4 separate regions of the Mus musculus genome follow, and all the other regions are linked to region 2. The links are chromatin contacts, called in public promoter capture Hi-C maps. All regions are on one chromosome and are shown on one strand. The core of a region is the stretch at or near the end of the contact, and the rest is flanking DNA. Distances in the headings are between cores, read along the strand shown. Region 1 holds the start of 1700082M22Rik (a long non-coding RNA gene). Region 2 holds the start of Ces2c (carboxylesterase 2C). Region 3 holds the start of Pdp2 (pyruvate dehyrogenase phosphatase catalytic subunit 2). Region 4 overlaps Ces2h (carboxylesterase 2H).

Evidence for each region. Promoter capture Hi-C pulls out the DNA fragments that hold promoters and counts their contacts.
Region 1: a contact with region 2 is called in a promoter capture Hi-C map of liver. The contact joins the promoter of 1700082M22Rik here to the promoter of Ces2c in region 2. A contact is called at or near these places in 5 of 39 promoter capture datasets (the SN4741 cell line, cranial neural crest, embryonic stem cells and 1 more) and 2 of 115 datasets of contacts at active chromatin or transcription factors (bone marrow-derived macrophages and intestinal villus epithelium).
Region 3: a contact with region 2 is called in a promoter capture Hi-C map of liver, with 2.8 times the contacts expected there. The contact joins the promoter of Pdp2 here to the promoter of Ces2c in region 2. A contact is called at or near these places in 2 of 39 promoter capture datasets (both in liver).
Region 4: a promoter capture Hi-C map of liver shows a contact between it and region 2. The contact joins the enhancer-like site here to the promoter of Ces2c in region 2. A contact is called at or near these places in 13 of 39 promoter capture datasets (the 3T3-L1 cell line, the C10 cell line, cranial neural crest and 7 more), 1 of 484 Hi-C or Micro-C datasets (nephron progenitors), 1 of 115 datasets of contacts at active chromatin or transcription factors (embryonic stem cells) and 2 of 9 other capture datasets (adipose tissue and liver).

The regions. Positions count from the first base shown.
Region 1 is chr8:104,640,381-104,643,080 of GRCm38.p6, reverse strand. 1700082M22Rik (a long non-coding RNA gene) reads right to left here and starts at 1,331. Exons shown (of 3, transcript XR_003947594.1): 1 at 1,198-1,331. Ciao2b (cytosolic iron-sulfur assembly component 2B) reads left to right here and starts at 1,353. Exons shown (of 5, transcript NM_026753.2): 1 at 1,353-1,532; 2 at 1,691-1,770; 3 at 1,988-2,113; 4 at 2,516-2,561. The coding sequence starts at 1,391.
Region 2 is chr8:104,845,689-104,848,388 of GRCm38.p6, reverse strand. Ces2c (carboxylesterase 2C) reads right to left here and starts at 1,321. Exons shown (of 12, transcript NM_145603.2): 1 at 1,181-1,321; 2 at 190-400. The coding sequence starts at 1,256. It also overlaps the pseudogene Gm33715 and the pseudogene Matr3-ps2.
Region 3 is chr8:104,590,062-104,592,761 of GRCm38.p6, reverse strand. Pdp2 (pyruvate dehyrogenase phosphatase catalytic subunit 2) reads right to left here and starts at 1,290. Exons shown (of 2, transcript NM_001024606.2): 1 at 1,167-1,290.
Region 4 is chr8:105,008,959-105,011,658 of GRCm38.p6, reverse strand. The region is part of intron 1 of Ces2h (carboxylesterase 2H); the gene reads right to left. Among named protein-coding and RNA genes, the nearest start is that of Ces2h, 9.5 kb to the right of the region's middle. Within about 2 kb of position 1,403, at least 9 of the 459 cell types and tissues checked have an H3K27ac peak or open chromatin away from gene starts, as enhancers often do. A contact at or near this core is called in liver, where this site is marked.

The DNA.
Region 1 (2,700 bases), core at 82-2,581, 210 kb after region 2:
ATGACCTGCGTTCTATCCCTGGAAACCATACACTAGAAGAGAGAACCCCTCCTGAAACTTGTCCTCTGACCTCCACTTAACACATTGTGGCATGTGCCCTCTTCTCAAATGTAGTTAAAATTTTAATGAATGTGAGAATCTTCCCGACAGTGCTGGAAATCCCAGTGGGGTTGAGATGGAAAAACTGCTGCAGCCTGACCCAGAGCTCAGAGGTCCCTTAAGTCCCCTTGGCCCCAGGAGAACTTACATTGCTGGATCAGAGGTCCCATCCTTTACACAGTTTAGGTGGCCCAGGGGTATAAACCACAGCATCCCTAGAGGCAGCTTGGCGAAGGGAACTAGCAGGAAGGCGTGGACACCCACATCAATACCACTCAAATGAAAGAGATTTCCCCATGTGACTGGTCATGATGGGACTGGAAATGTACAGATGGCATCAAAGTTGAGTCTGTTCTATCAGCGGGCGCCGCACTGTGGGTGTTGCTACCTCCTTGTGACCTTTAGGTCAGCCTTGTCAAAGTACTCTTTGTTTTCAAACACTGTTTTTACCCACTACAAGACCCCAGCTTATCCATCCAGGCTCACTGAGGGACCTCTGGACCTGCTGCCATCATTCAGTCCTGCGAGCAGTCAGCCATGGGCCACGTGTGCTGGTCCCAATGGCACAAGTCTGTCTTCCACCAACCCTGCCTCTCCTGAGTTACGAAAAAGACTGTGGGAATTATATGTGCAATTTCCCATTCTTTAGACAAGCTGGACATGACATCACCCATGCCAAGAATGATATTTCTGCCTGCTAAGGCATTCGTGGCCTCCATAGCCTGGCTGACAGCAAAGGAGACAGTCTGGTAGGGAGGGGTTATAGGATAAATTAAGTGCTGCCTTCTCAGGGCAGATCAGATTCAAGTGGCCTAGAGGTCACCACGGTCTACATTAGGATGCTCTGAGGTGAGAGTTTAGGATCGCGTATCTACTTAACAAGCATGTAACTAGTGCTGCCGATTCCTACTAGAGGAAACCAGCGTGTCATTAGATCTACGGTTCTACGATAGCGTGACAGCGAGCTGGAGCGTCCCAAGGCCCAATCACAAGGAGCCTTTAGTGCCCTTGTCAGACGGTGTTGGCTTCCTGCGATCCAGCTCCCAACAGGATCCCACGGCTAAGAACCGAAGGGACGCCCCGGCGAGAGCTACCAACATTTTTCCCGCTTTCGGAGTAGCCCGCACGACAAATACACCGCTTCTAGCAAACTACTCGCCGAATCCCTGGAGTGTGGCGTGTCCCTTGCACGACCCCGTAGCCACACCACGCCCTCTCCTCGTTCCCAGGAAGTGCGCGGAAGGAGCGGAAGTACACACCACCGGGGGATTGTGGGAACCGCGGTTCCGGGATGGTGGGCGGCGGCGGTAGCGGCGGCGGGCTCTTAGAGAACGCTAACCCCCTCATCTATGAGCGTTCCGGGGAGCGGCCAGTGACGGCGGGCGAGGAAGATGAGGAAGTGCCGGACAGCATCGACGCCCGGGAGATCTTCGATATCCGTCGCTGCAGGGCGCTGGCGGGACGGTGGGGGCTTGGGGTGTCGGCAAGAAGTGATGCGCAGCCCGCTGGTGGAGGGGTGTCCCGGTTAGGCGTTGCCTGCGGAGATTTTGAGTGGGCCAAAACTTAGAGTCCCTTTTCCTTCACTTGGCACATCTTATCCGCTCCATTAATGACCCGGAGCATCCACTGACACTGGAGGAATTGAACGTAGTAGAGCAAGTTCGGATTCAGGTGAGTAGTTTACTCGAGTAATCAAAAAGGTACCGTTGTACCTCAGAGGCTGGTGTTCTCCGTTCACAAGCCCCCAAGAGGATCTGTGGGAGGTGTGTTAATGTTTATGGAGCCGATAAAAAGTTGGGTGACTTGCCCAAATCGATAAACTAAAGAGTGTCTTTGGGCTAGGGGCCGCCGTGCGATCACTGCGATCTGATCTCCCTTGTCATCGCAGGTTAGCGACCCAGAGAGCACAGTAGCAGTGGCCTTCACACCCACCATCCCACACTGCAGCATGGCCACGCTTATTGGCCTCTCCATCAAAGTCAAGCTGCTGCGATCCCTTCCCCAGCGGTTCAAGGTCAGTTGGAGTCAAGCCCCCGAGGGTGAAACAAACTACTGGGGCGGGCGAGGGGACATCGGGCGGAGATCGGAAGGATCCGAACTCGCAGAGTTGAACCCCCAAGTTGATGTGACAAGAATATTGGGGGGAAAAAACTCCAGAAAATAGGAGTGTGGTGGAAAGGGCAGCTGGGAGCTGTGAATGGGCGTGATCGATCGAGGCACTGGAAGGCTTTTAAAGTCAATAGTCGCTGACTAGGTCCTAGGGTAAAAGTGGATTGACTGACTGCAGGTGGGTTTGGGGTGGCTTGGAAGAGCCAGAATCAAGAGGGGTGACTGGGAGTTCAGATGGTTGGGAGGTAGTGTCCAAAAGAAAAGGACAGGCGGGTAAATGCTCGGGCCCACATTGTCTTTCCTGCAGATGGATGTACACATTACACCCGGGACCCACGCCTCCGAGCATGCAGGTTAGTGTGGACTGCTGGGCCCCAAACTAGGTGAGGCTTCCCCTTTGCCACAGTCATCTGTGGGGGCAAGATTAGGACCAGGGGACTAAGTGAATAAAATGGCCATACTACAGCTTAGACCAAAGCTGGCCTGACTGAA
Region 2 (2,700 bases), core at 72-2,571:
CTCTGACCTAGGAGCCTGGCCCAGTTGTTCTAATCAACATTAGCACATCATCAGAAAAACCCATGGGGCACTCATCCACAAAGAGAGAAAACTGCTGTGTCACTGAGGTGGAGGAAACACTTCAGCATAGCACAGAGCTCAGAGTACATTCTCCCCCAGTGCCTGAAACCCTCTGGGTCCAAAACTTACATGGCCGGATGTGCAGTTCCATCTCTCACACCACTCCATGGTTCAGGGGCCTCAGGAGGTGCAAATCGCAGTGGTCCTACAGGAGGTTTGGCAAAGGGGATTCCCAGGAAGGTGTGGACACCAGCTTTAGTGTCCTTCACGTGGATAAGGCTGCCTTGGATCTGTCCTGTATGTGTGTTTCTGATGGGGTTGGCCTCTGGTGAGTCCTGACCTGGTGGAGAGATGCCTCTGGGTTAGTTTTCTGTAATCAGCTGCCAGCAGATTGTGAAATTTCCATCTCATTGTTACCAGGGTTCAGGAGAAGGGAACCCAGCCACCCTATCCCCAGTTCACCCGTGTTGTGTTAGTGTGGGAGGTTCCTTATCCCTCAGGCTAGGGGCCTTTTTATTACCATTTTTGAAGTGTGTCAGAACATTTCTCTAGCTAAAGAAGTTATCACACTTTTAGAGCCATTTGGCCACATGAGTTTATGATAATTGTTATTTTCATCCAAAGGTCAGTAGTAGTTATTGTCATTATCATACACCAAGTAGGGAAAAGTGTCTTTTTACTTTCCCTAGAATTATCTCCTTCTGGCCTTACACTGAATTTTCTCCTCAGTATGAGGTGATCTGAGATGTCTCTGACCCTCTGAGTGCTAGTGGGTCCACAAAATATGTGTGCTTTTGTCGGGGAACATGTTTCTCATCTTTTGTCTATTATGCCATTCTTCAACCTTTGGGCCATGACCATTGGAAATCACATATTCCTGATGATCTTAGGAACTGAGAAGCCACTCAAGAGCAACATTACAGTAAGGAAGAAGCAATAGAAATGGTTTTATGGTTGAGTGTTTCTGATGCTGTCGGATATATGGGTTCTTCAATGGTCATGACCTACAGGTTGAAAATGGCTGATCTATGGTTTACATAAGTGACCCTCCTATTCCTTCTCTCCCACAAGCTTAGCTCTGACTCCAATCATTCCCCATTGACAGGTTAGTTAGCCTCACCCTGCACATGGATAAGAAGAAGCAGCAGCCCGAAGAACCCAGCATTCAGCCAGTTATGTAGTTGGTTCCGTGTCATGATCAGCTCTCAGTCCTAAGTCTGTGCTGCTAAGATGACCAAGTTTCACAAACAGGAAGCATAAGGAGTGAACCTTGCACAGGCAGCTATTTAAACCAAAAGGGTGTAGGTGGGGCCATTGTGTGACGGGTGAAAGTTCTCATTGCAGGAACAGTAATTAGTCACAAGTGATAGGAGCCAATGGCCAGGAGGTAGGGGAAAGTCCCCTCTGCTGCTTCTGTTCTCTCTCTGGCCTCCTGGAAAGGCACAGCATGAATTCTGGAACTTGTCTGGGATACCAGGAACCCTGTCTCCTCACCTGGCCAGAAAGCTGTAACAGGAGAAGCCAGAGTGCTTCTGTGAGAAGGTCATAGTCAAGATGTCACAGGAGAATCAGGCAAGTGCAGAAGCTCTGAGTGTAACCTCAGCTTCAAGACTCCTGTGCTTTGAAGACTCAGTTTACTGAGCCTGCTTCCCGAGTCCCTGGTTCCTACAATTATCTTAGGATCTGCATGGACAGTTTCCCTATTAAGTCACACTTGTTTTAACAAGACACATGGATACTCTGGTGCTTTAAAGGTCACAGTCCCTTCTTTCCCTCTCTCTTCCCCTAACTGCTGGCTCTCAGCTTGAATAGATTCTATGGTCCTTATTGATCTTTCTTCTTGCCATTACCATTTTTGTAGCAATTAACCTTGCTTTCTAGCTTGTGCTTTCTTTTTGGCCCTGTTTTAAAACATTTTTTTTTAATCTATAAAATAGAAAAGACATAGTTCTACAATGTCCAAGTCATTTCAGCAGTCATTTTTCAGTGGGGATTTACAGGGTCATGGGTGTAACCTGCCTGCAACAGGAATAGGCCTTCTTACTGCTGCTACCCAGTCTTTAAGTATGCTAGCATCTCTTGGAAGGGTGAACCATCATACTGCAAACCTTGCTAGTTTAATGAATCTAGGAATGAGTTCTTCATTGAATCAACAAGGAGCTTCGACCACCCACGTCCTATTCCCTTATACTCACTGTAAAATTTATGATAGTTATGCGAGGTCACATAAAAAAAAAAAGAACCATCCTTACACCTTTCTCAATCTCAGCAACACAGCAGTTTTCTCTCTTTGTGGATGAGTGCCTCATGTGCTTCTCAGATGTTGTGCTAAGATTGACTAGAACTATACCGTGCTCCTGGATCAGAGCTTGGCACTTATAGGGAATACCATGGAGGTACTATGGAGAGAAACACAGGTAAAATTGAGAAAAATAGGGGCACTCTTCTAAGTAGCAATATTAAACAGTTACACGGACTCTTACTGAAGGGTTATCCCCATTTGTGCTCTATATGTGATATGCCAGTTCATTCTAATAAGGAGTGGAGTCAATATACCAGTGGAGCAAGTCACAGTTGTCGATGCCAGCTTCTTCTTGAAATCTACCCAGAATGGAATCCTGACAGTGATACTGGACACAC
Region 3 (2,700 bases), core at 41-2,540, 260 kb after region 2:
GTCAAGCTGTCCTCAAAATCAGAGATCTGCCTGCTCTGACGTTCTCAATACCTCATGAGATTAAAAGTGTGTGCACCATGTCAAGATTTCACAACGTTCTGTAAAGACTTAATAAAATACGACACTTCTGAGCCGTCACAGTGCTATCACGCCTTTAATTCCAGAATTCCGGAAGCAAAGGTGAAGAGGCAAGCTGATCTGTGAGTTCAAAGCCAGCCTGATCTACATTGCAGACTGTTACTTTGCTTGACAAAGTAAGCCCATGGGAATGGGGGGGGGGGGTTGAAACTGGGAGTGTGGGTGCACGCCTTTAATCCCAGCACTTAGAAGGAAAAGGCAGGCAGAATTTGAGACCAGGTACACAGAGAAACTGTCTCAAAAATCAACAAAAGGAGGGAGCCACTATTTTTGTCCTTGGGATACATTCTGTACAGATTTTTATATCATTGGGCCAACTACTGTGAACATGATTTCCTATTAAAGGCAATGTTTTCAGTGATAGTACTATTTATGGTTTTTGGCATAAACATTCACAACTACTGGTGACTTGGAGCTTGTTTCCACTAACCTGGTACCAAATTACATGGCATTTGCAGTCACCTTTCCCTTACTTATTTCCAAAACCAGTAGGTCAAAGGGTATAAACGCACTGTCAAACCGATTTCCCAAAGCCAATACCCATCCCGCTGAACTTGGGACAGATGAGGTCGGACAGGGGCAGATGGCCTCAGACGCCCCTTGACCCTGCAGAAAGGACAGGCAGCTGTGCGCAATGAAAACCATTCGCCTCCAATGGGACAGAAAGAATTTAGCACCCCTAAAGAAACCAAGTCTCTTGATTTCTTGGCTGGACCGCAAGGCTCTAAGAAATCCCAGCCCCCGTTTAGTGGCTGAGCCTTGGCTTTCCAAGGTGTAAGAATCCAGTTGCGACGTCCAGCTCACCGGTGCTCCAGTACTAAGGAAGCTGGTGCAGAGAACCGGCTAAGCAGTCGTCTCCTCCACCAGTGCGCGGGCCCACGTGGCGCGTGCGCGCGAGTGGGGTGACCATGACCAGGGGCCAGCTCGTCCCGCCCTCTCACCTCATCCCCCTCTCCGCCCCATCACCTGAGGTACCCGTAAACTAGGCTAGGGAAGGCGTCCGCACCCCGAATCGTCCCCTTCCTTACCTCGTATCCTCGTCCTCTCCTCCCCAGCTGGCGCCGCTGGCACTCGGCGGATCCTCTCGGCTCACTCTGGTCCTGAGCACAGTTCCGCGGTTGCTGCGACTGGGTTTTACTTCCCTGGAGAGGCCCCCAGTCGAGGAACCAGCACCAAAAGAAATATCCCTCCCGCCATTCCTGATTGGCTTATCCTTGGAGGCGGGCCCTTGACGGACATTGAGATTACCCAATGGATGAGGAGGGCAAAAGGAAGGCAGAGGGGCGGGGCCGGGAGGGGCCACCCTGCACTCTACCCCCTGGGGTTACCCGTGGCTTTTGTGCAGCCGCTGCGCCAGTAGGTCGTCACGTGGGGCTCTTCCCCAAGCTTCCCTTATCACCACACCCTGCAAAGCCAGAACCAAGAGACCTCTCCAGTTCTTTACAGTTCATTCTCACATAGATTCCTCCCGGGTTTTGTTCCGTTCCCTCCAAGCCTCTCTCCAAAGTGCCACATCTTTATTATCTTTGGACACCTATCTTGAAGGCTTTATGGACACTCTAGGTTCTACTTGCCCTGACCTTATCTTCCAGTCAAACCTGCTTTTCTTCCTAAACCAGCAATGGCTTCGCCGGCCCCAGAAGACCCAAGTCCAAACACCAGGGTCAATTTGATGCTTCCCTTACTGTCACACACTTTAATCCTGTCATTCCCACCTCCTAAGTCCCTTCCCACCCATCCATTTGCCAATGCCAGACTCCAAAGCCTTTAAGGCCCCCTACTTCCAAATTACACTTAGTCCCAACCGATTTTCCTTCCTTTACAAACAGCTAGAAGGAACCTTCTAATACTCACATTTCTGATCTAAAGAGTTCATTGGCTCCTTACTAACCACCATTTTGAATTCTCAATTACATTGGCCTCTTAGCGACAAGTGATGTTAGCCGCACCTTTACTTGTTGGTAGCTTGGGAGAGCCAGAACCAGAGAGGTCCAGAGCTTTCCCTCCTTGCCTTCTGGTCCTAACAATAGCTGAGTCTGGTCTTCACCTTATAATGTGTGAGTCAGTAGAGTCCTTTCTTGAAGTCAAAGAGAGATAAGAGATAGCAGAAAGGTCTGAGAGTGCTGTCTCTGGAAAGAAAGGCAAGCTGGTTTACCCAAAGTCACGTCTGAGGTAAAAGTGTTCCTGCTGTATTTCTGTGATGTGTCCCCTTACTGGGCCTCAGGCCTCTCAAGGAGGTGGTTGCTTGGGAGTGTTTTGTTTTATTTGTGTTTTTGAGGTAGCATCTCACTAGGTAGCCCTAGCTGGTCTAGAACTAGCTATGTAGAACCGGCTGGTCTCCAATGTACAAAGATCCACCTACTTCTGCCTCCCAAATTCTGGGATTAAAGGCGTTTGCTAAATCCCTGTTTTTGTTCTGGGTTTTGCTTTGGTTTTGTGATACTGAGGATTGAACCTAGAGCCTCCTGAATACTATCAAACACTATCATAGATAGATCTTCGTTACTCTACCCTGTCCCCCTCTCCCCTCCCATCCTACCCTACCCCTTCCCCTTTTTATGC
Region 4 (2,700 bases), core at 154-2,653, 160 kb before region 2:
GGTTGAGCCAGCCTCGGGATGGCTCTTGACACTGGCCCAAACGGGATCAAGTAGCAGCAGATCTCTGTGTGTTTACCTGGACACAGAATTCCAGGTCTATTAGTTCATAGTAGGTTCCACTGGGATGTCTACGAAAACCCCGGGAGGCTCCACCCCAGCGGCAATGTCAAGGTTTCCCCCCAGAATGCCTTGCTAGCTGTGAGGGTGGGACCATGGCTTTTGAGATTCCGGAACTATACAAAATCAGGCAATTGGCAGCAGCAGCAGCCTCTGAAAGCCAGGAGGCCATGGCACACACTGTGAGAGAGCACCAGGGTGGCGGTTCGAATACGAATGCTCTCCTTATGCCCAGATGTTTGAATATTTGATCCCCAGTTGGTGGCGCTGTTTCAGTTCGTTTGGAAGGCGTGGTTTCGCTGGAGGAAGTCACTAGGCTTGCTTTTGAGGTCTCAAAAACTATGCACTATTTTCAATTTCAGTCTCTTAGAGTGTGAGATGTGAGCTCTACACTCCATCTGTCGCCAAATCTGCATCTGACTGCCATGGTAGCTTTGCCATTCTGGACTTGTATTTTTCTGAAACTATAAGCCCAAATAAACCCTTCCTTGTATAAGTTGCTTTGGTCATGTGACAGGAATAAAAAAAAGTAACTAGTATAGCAAGCAGTGTCACATGGATGGGGACACTTGAGTCTCTGGGGTCCAGTGCCTGTTCCCATGAGTACAGCATGCTGGACTTGCAGTTTTGAGAGACTATCTCTCCTGCTTGTTTTTTTTTTTTTTTTGAGTTTTCTTGGGCCCTGACACTCTTTTCTATTTTTCTGTTCATTCTTTTGCAATGGAAGTGTTAGAGTCAGCTTTCTATCGCTATAAAAAACAAAAACAAAAACAAAAGAGAACAAGACAGAATAAGCCCATCATGACTGAAGGCAACTTGGAAGAGGAAGGGGTTTATTTCATCTTACAGCTTACAGTCCTGAAGGGAAGGCAGGGCAGGAACTCAAGGCAGGAACTGAAGCAGAGACCTGGGAGCACTGGTTCTCAACCTGTGAATATCTTGCATATCAGATTATGAACATTGCAATCATAACAGTAGCAAAATTACAATTATGAAGCAGCAACAGATCATTTTATGGTTAGGTATCTTTCAACATGAGGATCATATCAAAGGGTCCCCGCATTAGGAAGGTTGAGAACAGCGGCCCTGAAGGAAACCCATCCACTGGTCTATTCTCCATGCTTTGCTTAGCCTGCTTTCTTACATATAATAAGGGGAGGCAGTTTTCATAATGAGCTGGACTCTCCCACATTAATCATTAATCAAGAAAATGCTCCCACAGGCTTGCCTACAGGCCAATCTGCTGGAATTCATTTCTCAGTTTAGATTCCCTTTCCCCAGATATCTTTAGGATTGTGTCAGGCTGGCAAAAACCAACCGGCACACAGACTGTTTACTCTGTGCCTGTTTCAACATTCACTTTTTCAACTATCAACTATCAAAGTTGTTTTTTGAAGACTCCCAGCTAGAAGGGATTTTCCTTGAATTTCGGATGGGACTTAGGACTTTGGGATCATGTCCAAAGGAGTTAAGGGACCAAAAGCATGGCCTGAGCATATTTTGTACTGTGAGAAGGACATGAATCTGGGGATTGGGATAATATGCTGTGATGTGGGTCTATTTTGTCCCTCAGAGGTTCATATCCTGGATGCTTACCCTAGGGTGCTGCTGTTAAGGTAGTGGAGCCTTTAAGAAATAGTGTCTAGTGGAAGGAGCCTGATTCATGGGTCTCTTCATACAGGAATTACTGCTGGAGTTTTGAAGCAGGTTAGGTCTTGCAGTGAGAGTGAGAGACAGAACTCTCAGACAGAAGTAACAATGGCCATTCCCAAGGCAGATTGTTTCTTTCACCGTGAGTGCTCTCTCCTACATGTTCCTACTGTGAAATGCCATCAGCGTGTTGTGACATAGTTAGGAGACCTCCACAGAGCCTCACTGGAGTGAGCCACCTGATCATGGATTTTCAAACTCTCAACTGCGGCCTAAACAAAACCACTTCCCCTGGCACCGCGATCCAACCTGCTGAGATTTCCATGTGAAAAGGCACACCCACCCCTTCCCTGTCACATGCTGTCCACACAGGGTTTCATGTGGAAAGAGATCTCTACCCATGAGGTTTAACTCCATTTGCCAGCCACTGACGCCTCATGCTGGCTGTGCTTGGTACAGCAATAGATAAGAATATGCTATAACATCCACAACGTTAGACTTGTCAAATTAACTGATTATTTTTGAAGTGAAGCCTTCTACTGAGTGGTATTAGGGATCTCTAACTCGTACTGTGAGGTGATCTCTGTGTTAGGCAGAGTTAAATTGTGATGACAGAAATAGAGGGAATCTGTAATTATTTTGGTTGTAAGTAAGGGCCAGAGACTTCATTCATTCTTAGATAAACTCCAGAGCTCTGTGTGTGTGTCCCAGGGACCTTGATATTTCCTGTGGAAGGACCAGGAGCAGATGAGATAGAAGAGGGCAGCTTCCACATGTGTGCTCTTCTAAGACTTGTTAATGATGCTTTCTGATGTGGGCTCAAGCTAAGGACCATTTAAAAGGGGAGCCATTTGGGAGGCTGAGCATACCTCTTGCCTGGAGGGTCCTGGTGACTTTTGAGAGTGGTATTGAATCATACAAGGGAAAAGGCCA